Regions from separate parts of the Mus musculus genome. Here region 2 is linked to region 1. The links are chromatin contacts, called in public HiChIP or PLAC-seq maps. All regions are on one chromosome and are shown on one strand. The core of a region is the stretch at or near the end of the contact, and the rest is flanking DNA. Distances in the headings are between cores, read along the strand shown. Region 1 holds the start of Dgkh (diacylglycerol kinase, eta). Region 2 overlaps Vwa8 (von Willebrand factor A domain containing 8).

Region 1 (3,023 bases), core at 285-2,784:
CTTGCCGAGGACAGGGCGTTTGGTTTGGAGCACCCACACTGGGTGCCTCCTAACTCCAGCTCCAGGGATACTTACTGGATGCTTCTGGCCTCCATGAGAATTCGCACTCATATGCGCAAACCCACACACAGACACAGACACCTAAGTGAAAAAGAAAAGTCAAAAAAAAAAAAAGTAACAATATGCTTGAAAAAGAGAAGTTCGCTTCCGGTCTGGGATAGCTCAGTCGGCAGGTAGAATGCTCACCTAGATGGAATGAAGGGCTGGTTTTGAGTGAGCCCCAGTGTTCAGCTGTGATCCCAGGGCTGAGGTAAACGCAGCATGGTCAGACTGCTCACTCACCCCACTTAAACCTCATTCAAAGTAAATGAAGGACAGGCTATTTAGGCAGCAGGTTGGAGGCCACTGAACAAAGCATAGTCACTAACAAAGAAGACCCAACAGTCCAAGGGCCCATTTAAAGGAGAGATTCAGGAATGCAAATTTAGTCAGTCAAGTTATAGAAAGTGAGGGCTGGAAACCATCCAGTGGCTTAGCTCTCTCCACAATCCTTAGGTGACCTTTATGAGTGTAGCTTCAGCGGAATATTAGCCTCGGAAATTAGTATGACGTGGGAGCATGCTGGATCAAGTAGTGTTTTGATTTTTCGGTTTCAAAACGTGTGAATTCATCTGTCTACCAGACTAAGGGCCAGAAGATGGTGCTGGCAGGAGTCTGAAGTCCACGAGAGAGGAAATGACCCATGCAAATGCAGTCACTGCTCGGTTTGCAACTAGATGGAAACCATCTTCACTGCCAGTAAAGATGATTTCAGGAAAGATGATTTAAAAAATTGCTTGTTGCAATTTTCATTTTCTTTTTCCCGGAGAGCAGCAGGAGAGACAGTTGACATTTGAGCTCTCTCTCGGAACTGCCCCTGTCCCTAATTTGAGCAGAGCGCTCACAGCGGACCACAGACCGGCTCCTTAGCTGGTTTTCTTTCCACGAAATCTTTCAGCCATAGAAAATGAACAAAAGCAGGGCTCCCCAGACAGCCCAGCCAGACATCTCAGCTGCCGGAATAGGTGCTTGGGAGTGGCTCAGGGGTGCGAAGCGCAGCCTCGCTCTGTTGAAGCCAGGTACTGTCCTGGGCAATTGGCTCCAGGTTTAGCTCCCGAGGCGGCCGTCGGGGGCTACAGGCACCCGTGGCGAGGGATGCCAAGGGGAAAGGGTGCCAGGTTCCGCTCGTCCGGCGCAAGCTACTCATCCCCGACATCCCCCGATTCTTCTGGCGATCCGGGCCCCGCGGCGCGGTTGCCTCTTTTAGCCGCACCACTGCCCGGTGCCCGTGACCACCCGGTGGCTGCTTTCGGTTCCGCGCCTTATATGGCCTGGCAGGGGGGTCACGTGCGTCCCGGGCCGCCCGCCGGGAGGGGCCGCTGGGGGAGGGGCGGACGGCGGGAGAAAAGGGGAGGGAGTCGGAGGCGGAGACAGGAGAGAGAGAGGGGCGGATTCTGCGGCCGTGGGAGGCGGCGGCGGCTTGAGGAGCCGAGCGCTCGCCGCCGCGCCGTGGAGCGGGACTCAGGCGGCTGCGGAGGCGGTGGCGGAGGAAGGGACCGGCGCGGGGGCGGGCGAGCGCGGCGGAAGCCAGAGAACGCGGGAGGGCCCGTGGCTGGCCCCGGGCAGGAGCCAGGGCGGCAGCGACAGCGATCCCAGCGAGGGAGGCGCAGGCAGCGGCGGCGGCAGCGACAGCGATCCCAGCGAGGGAGGCGCAGGCAGCGGCGGCGGCAGCGGCGGCGGCAGCGGCAGCGGCAGCGGGGGCCGGTGTCCGTGCGCCCCGGCGGCCAGCGGGCGCGGGCCGGCGCGATGGAGCCTCAGCACGTGCGCCCCGTGCTTGGAGCCCAGAGCCCGGCCTGGGAGGAACCGGTGGGTACCGCGCCCGCGCCCACCCCTCCCGCTTGTCCTTGCTCCCTGCCTCCCCCTCCCGGCCCATGTTCCGTTCAGGAAGCGGTCCGGGATGAGGTCCCCAGCTGCTTCCCAGCCGGGGCAGCGCTTCCTCCGGCGCCCGGGCTCCTCCTTGCTCGCCGCCCGAAGCGCCTTTGTCCGGTCGGCCTCTGGCGACGGTCCTTAGAGGACCGTTTCCGCGCTTCATCCTTTTCCCAACTTTGCACTTCATTCCCGAGTGTGGCGCGGCGGCCCGGGGAGTGGAGGCGACGGGGTTGCGCGGTCAGCGGGTGGCGCCGGGAGGAGACGGGGCTCACCTCTTGACCGCGCCCTGGCAGTCACCTGGGCACGCAGGTTCCCAAGGACCGCCGCCTGTGGAGGCTGGTGGCTGCCAGAAGCCCAGAGCCACGCCTCCGACTCGAGTGGCCGCGGCTGCCCTGAACAGTTCCGAGGGTCAGGGGACCTGGACCGGGATCCAGCCACCGGCTAACTTCGCTTTCGCCTGGATCTCACAGCACACGCCACGCGTAGATTGAGTCACTTTAGGGGCTCAGAGTGTTGCGTGTGAGAAGAGTCGAGGTCTTTGGATTTATTCCCTAAACTCCTTTAACTTATTTCTTGCACCTCAAACTGAGCCGTCTGTTATCCATCCATCCCTTCAGGGATTCCTCCCAGGAATCCCCGTCCTGCGTAGACCCTTGTAATCTTGAGTGGGCAATGAATTTTGGCTCTGCATACCCTATCTACGTATTTCTTAGTCCTTTTTGATTGACGTTGTGAACCGTCTCAAAAGCCTGGTCCAAAATTTCTGGCTTCATCCTTGCTGCGGTGCTGTTCTGATGATGTTTTCCCAGGGACTTCCTGAGTCTGCTCAGGCGGGCCCTCTGCCTGTTGAGAGCTTGTAGGTCAGGTGCCAGGCTTGCTTCTCCTTTTCTTACCCATAGACTTCCAGCCGGTTTGCCAGGGTACGATTCGCTGCCTCCTGCTTCCTGACCTTTCAGGAGTGTCCTTCGACTTTGATCCATCTGCAACTGCTTTTGCTTTTGTGAGTTTGCACGTTAGGTAGCCCATCTGTTCGTGTTCTATTGCGATCATCATTA
Region 2 (2,871 bases), core at 201-2,700, 130 kb before region 1:
CCAGGACTCAGGCATGAACTCTACCATACAGCTATATTCCAGTCCTTAGCACATGGTGGGAGTGGAAGGAGGGGGCAGGGGGGGAATGGACTTATACTAGGGATTGAATTAAAGGCCTCTTACTTGCTAAGTAAGCGCTCTACCACTGAGCTACATCTCAAGTCAGGAGTAGGTAGTAAAAGAAAAATGGACAATTAAAAAGAAACCAAGACCATAGGTGCCTTGAGGGTGTTTCAGGAATTAGAGGAACTTCTGCTCTAAGTTCCACTGTGTTGATGTAAAACCTCCTTTGAAAGACTTTCCCTAAAGAAGATGGAACTGCTGGGACACTCTGCTTATACAAGGAGGCCTAGGAAGGGCTGGAGAGATGAGATGGCTCAGCCAAGCCACAGGGGCTGAGCTCCCCAAGTACGCCAGACTCTAGACAGCACGGCTATGTGCACAAATTGACTTCCATGGTCTTGGCTTTAGTTTAACCTTCCAATGGTAATCGCCCACTCCTCCTTCTTAGAATATGCCATTGTATATTAAAAGCATATGATTTTCTTTTTAATTTTACAGAGATTCAGCTGAGTTTGACCAGAGTATCAGAAGAGACTTTGAATTTGGGCTCTGGAATAATACTGGAAGTGTCAAGATTGAAGGCACTCTTAGATATTAACTAAATGCACTATACTCGTGAGATGGCAATGAGCCTTTGGGAACAAGGGCACAATTTTATGAAATCTTTTAATGTTCACCATGGGTTCATGATGTGAACATTTGGTCCCCAAGTAGCAGTCCTATTTGGGGAGATTCTAGAAACTTTAGATGAGTCCTTACTAGAGGAAGCACATTATTTGGTGTGTCTTTGAGGTATCTTTCCCCAGCTGTTTCCCCACCCACCTCAATGAAGGCTAGGCGGCTCCCACACAGTGACAGACTGAGCCCTCTGAAATCATATAAGCAAAATAAATTGTTCCTGCCTTAAATTGCCTGTGCCCAGCATTTGGATTACAATGAAGAGAACAATTAACTAATGAAATCATCCAAAACACCAGTAGGACAGATTTCACATTTGTTCAGATCTTTTACAAAATCAAGTTCTCAACAGCCTACCCTCAAAATTCACTATTTCTAGATAATAAACAGAAGTCAGACCAAATACCATAAACAAACTGTGAGAACTTCTAGATAAAACGAGGGAAAGAAAGGTCTCAACAACTTCTACAGAGTTCTGTTTTGTAAGGAATGTTAATCTCTGACTACAGTGCAGGCCTAAGTCAATTTCCCTCTACTTTGCTCTCTCCAAGAGCCAAATTGGCAAAGTCCTGGCATCTAGAACTTTGTCTAGAAAGGTCTCAAAGACATGCAGAAAAAAATAGTTATTCCAGTGCTCATCCCTCAGCCTGGCTAGTTCAGAGCTGCTGAGGTACACTGGACACCAGAACCACAGGCTGTGGTAATGACAAAGACAGCTAACACTTGTTCAACACTTCCTTCCTTCAAGTCCTTTATAGTCTCAAAATAACCCTCTAAAACAGAGCCTTAAAATGAGAAAATCTGAGACTTAAAATGTTGGGGTTTTCTTGTTTTGTTTTATTTTGTTTTTGTTTTTTTGAGACAGAGTTTCTCTGTGTACCTTGGCTGTCCTGGAACTCACTCTGCAGACCAGGCTGGCCTCGAACTCAGAAATCTGCCTGCCTCTGCCTCCCAAGTGCTGGGATTAAAGGTGTGCGCCACCACACCCGGCCAGAAAATTGTTTTTTATAGATGATATAATTTATTAAAGACACAGGAAAAACTGAGAGAAGAAAAGCCAGTCTACCCAATGGTAAATCCTTTCAGGTCTAATGTTAGCTGCCAGAAGGGGCCATGGCAAAACACACTGAAAAAAATCATGAGGGTTGCAAACTTCCTCCACAATCCACTAGGACATCCCCATAGGCCACTTTTTCTTCCTTCTTATCACAGAAGTTCTTGAAGCATCACAGCGCCCACCATGTGGAACCTGCAGACTCAGCATCTCCAAGCAGACTCCTGAGACTCTATGTAGCACAGGGACCTTTACTGCAGCAAGTGCCAGGGAGTCACCTCCTCCCTTTCTCCCTCATTCTTCTTCATATAAAGTATTCACAGTCCTAATATTGTGGAATTGTAACTGGAAGACTGAGTTCAAAGGCAGCCTATACTACATACTGAGACCCTATCTCAAACAAGTTTTTAAAAGCTTTATAATAAAGTTAGCACATGCAATGTTAAGATTATATACTATAACCTCTTCATTGAGGTGTTTTGTTGTTGGAGTTGTCTGTTTGTTTTGGGGATTAAGGGTTTTTTGCTGTTGCTACTTAAGATGGGGTCTCAAATATGCCAGGCTGGCCTCCATCTGTCTACATACCCAATATTCTAATCACCTCTTGAGTGCTGGCATTGTGGCACATACCACCTCATCCAGTTTATGCAATGGGATTGAACCCAAAGCTTTATAAATGTTGAGAAGTGTTCTACCAATGAAGCTACATCTCCAATTGCCTTTACAAACGTTTAAAAATGAAGGAAAGTTTTTCCTCTGTAGTGAGAACTGAACATCTGATCTTTCCACTAAAACTACTCCCAGCTGTACTAATGGCAACTTAAGATCCTTCTTTTCCGCTTACAACACAATCCATGGTAGTCCCAGGCAGCCTTCTCTCGAACACCCCACAGGCCTACTGTTTTAGGCTTTGTTCTTCACCATCTAGCATCTAAGGAGGCAATATAACAGCCAAATGCAGTCAGAGACAAATCATGCTGGGTTCCGTTAATGACCTCGAAAGGGTGTTTCTAATCTGCATTTCCTCTCTGATCTCATCTCCAGTTATTCTCACTCATCCAACTCCAGCCACACTC

Evidence for each region. HiChIP or PLAC-seq counts read pairs in DNA pulled down with a chosen protein or histone mark.
Region 2: an H3K4me3 HiChIP or PLAC-seq map of bone marrow-derived macrophages shows a contact between it and region 1, with 3 times the contacts expected there. The contact joins the enhancer-like site here to the promoter of Dgkh in region 1. A contact is called at or near these places in 10 of 39 promoter capture datasets (the 3T3-L1 cell line, 3T3-L1-derived adipocytes, cancer-associated fibroblasts and 7 more), 1 of 15 datasets of contacts at CTCF or cohesin (CD8 T cells), 37 of 484 Hi-C or Micro-C datasets (the BV-2 cell line, CD4 T cells, LSK cells and 20 more), 14 of 115 datasets of contacts at active chromatin or transcription factors (bone marrow-derived macrophages, differentiating embryonic stem cells, embryonic forebrain and 7 more) and 3 of 9 other capture datasets (adipose tissue, liver and pancreatic islet).

What each region holds. Positions count from the first base shown.
Region 1 is chr14:78,731,240-78,734,262 of GRCm38.p6, reverse strand. Dgkh (diacylglycerol kinase, eta) reads left to right here and starts at 1,534. Exons shown (of 30, transcript NM_001081336.2): 1 at 1,534-1,905. The coding sequence starts at 1,846.
Region 2 is chr14:78,863,895-78,866,765 of GRCm38.p6, reverse strand. All of the region lies in intron 1 of Vwa8 (von Willebrand factor A domain containing 8), which reads right to left. Among named protein-coding and RNA genes, the nearest start is that of Vwa8, 16 kb to the right of the region's middle. Within about 2 kb of position 1,450, at least 5 of the 459 cell types and tissues checked have an H3K27ac peak or open chromatin away from gene starts, as enhancers often do. A contact at or near this core is called in bone marrow-derived macrophages, where this site is marked.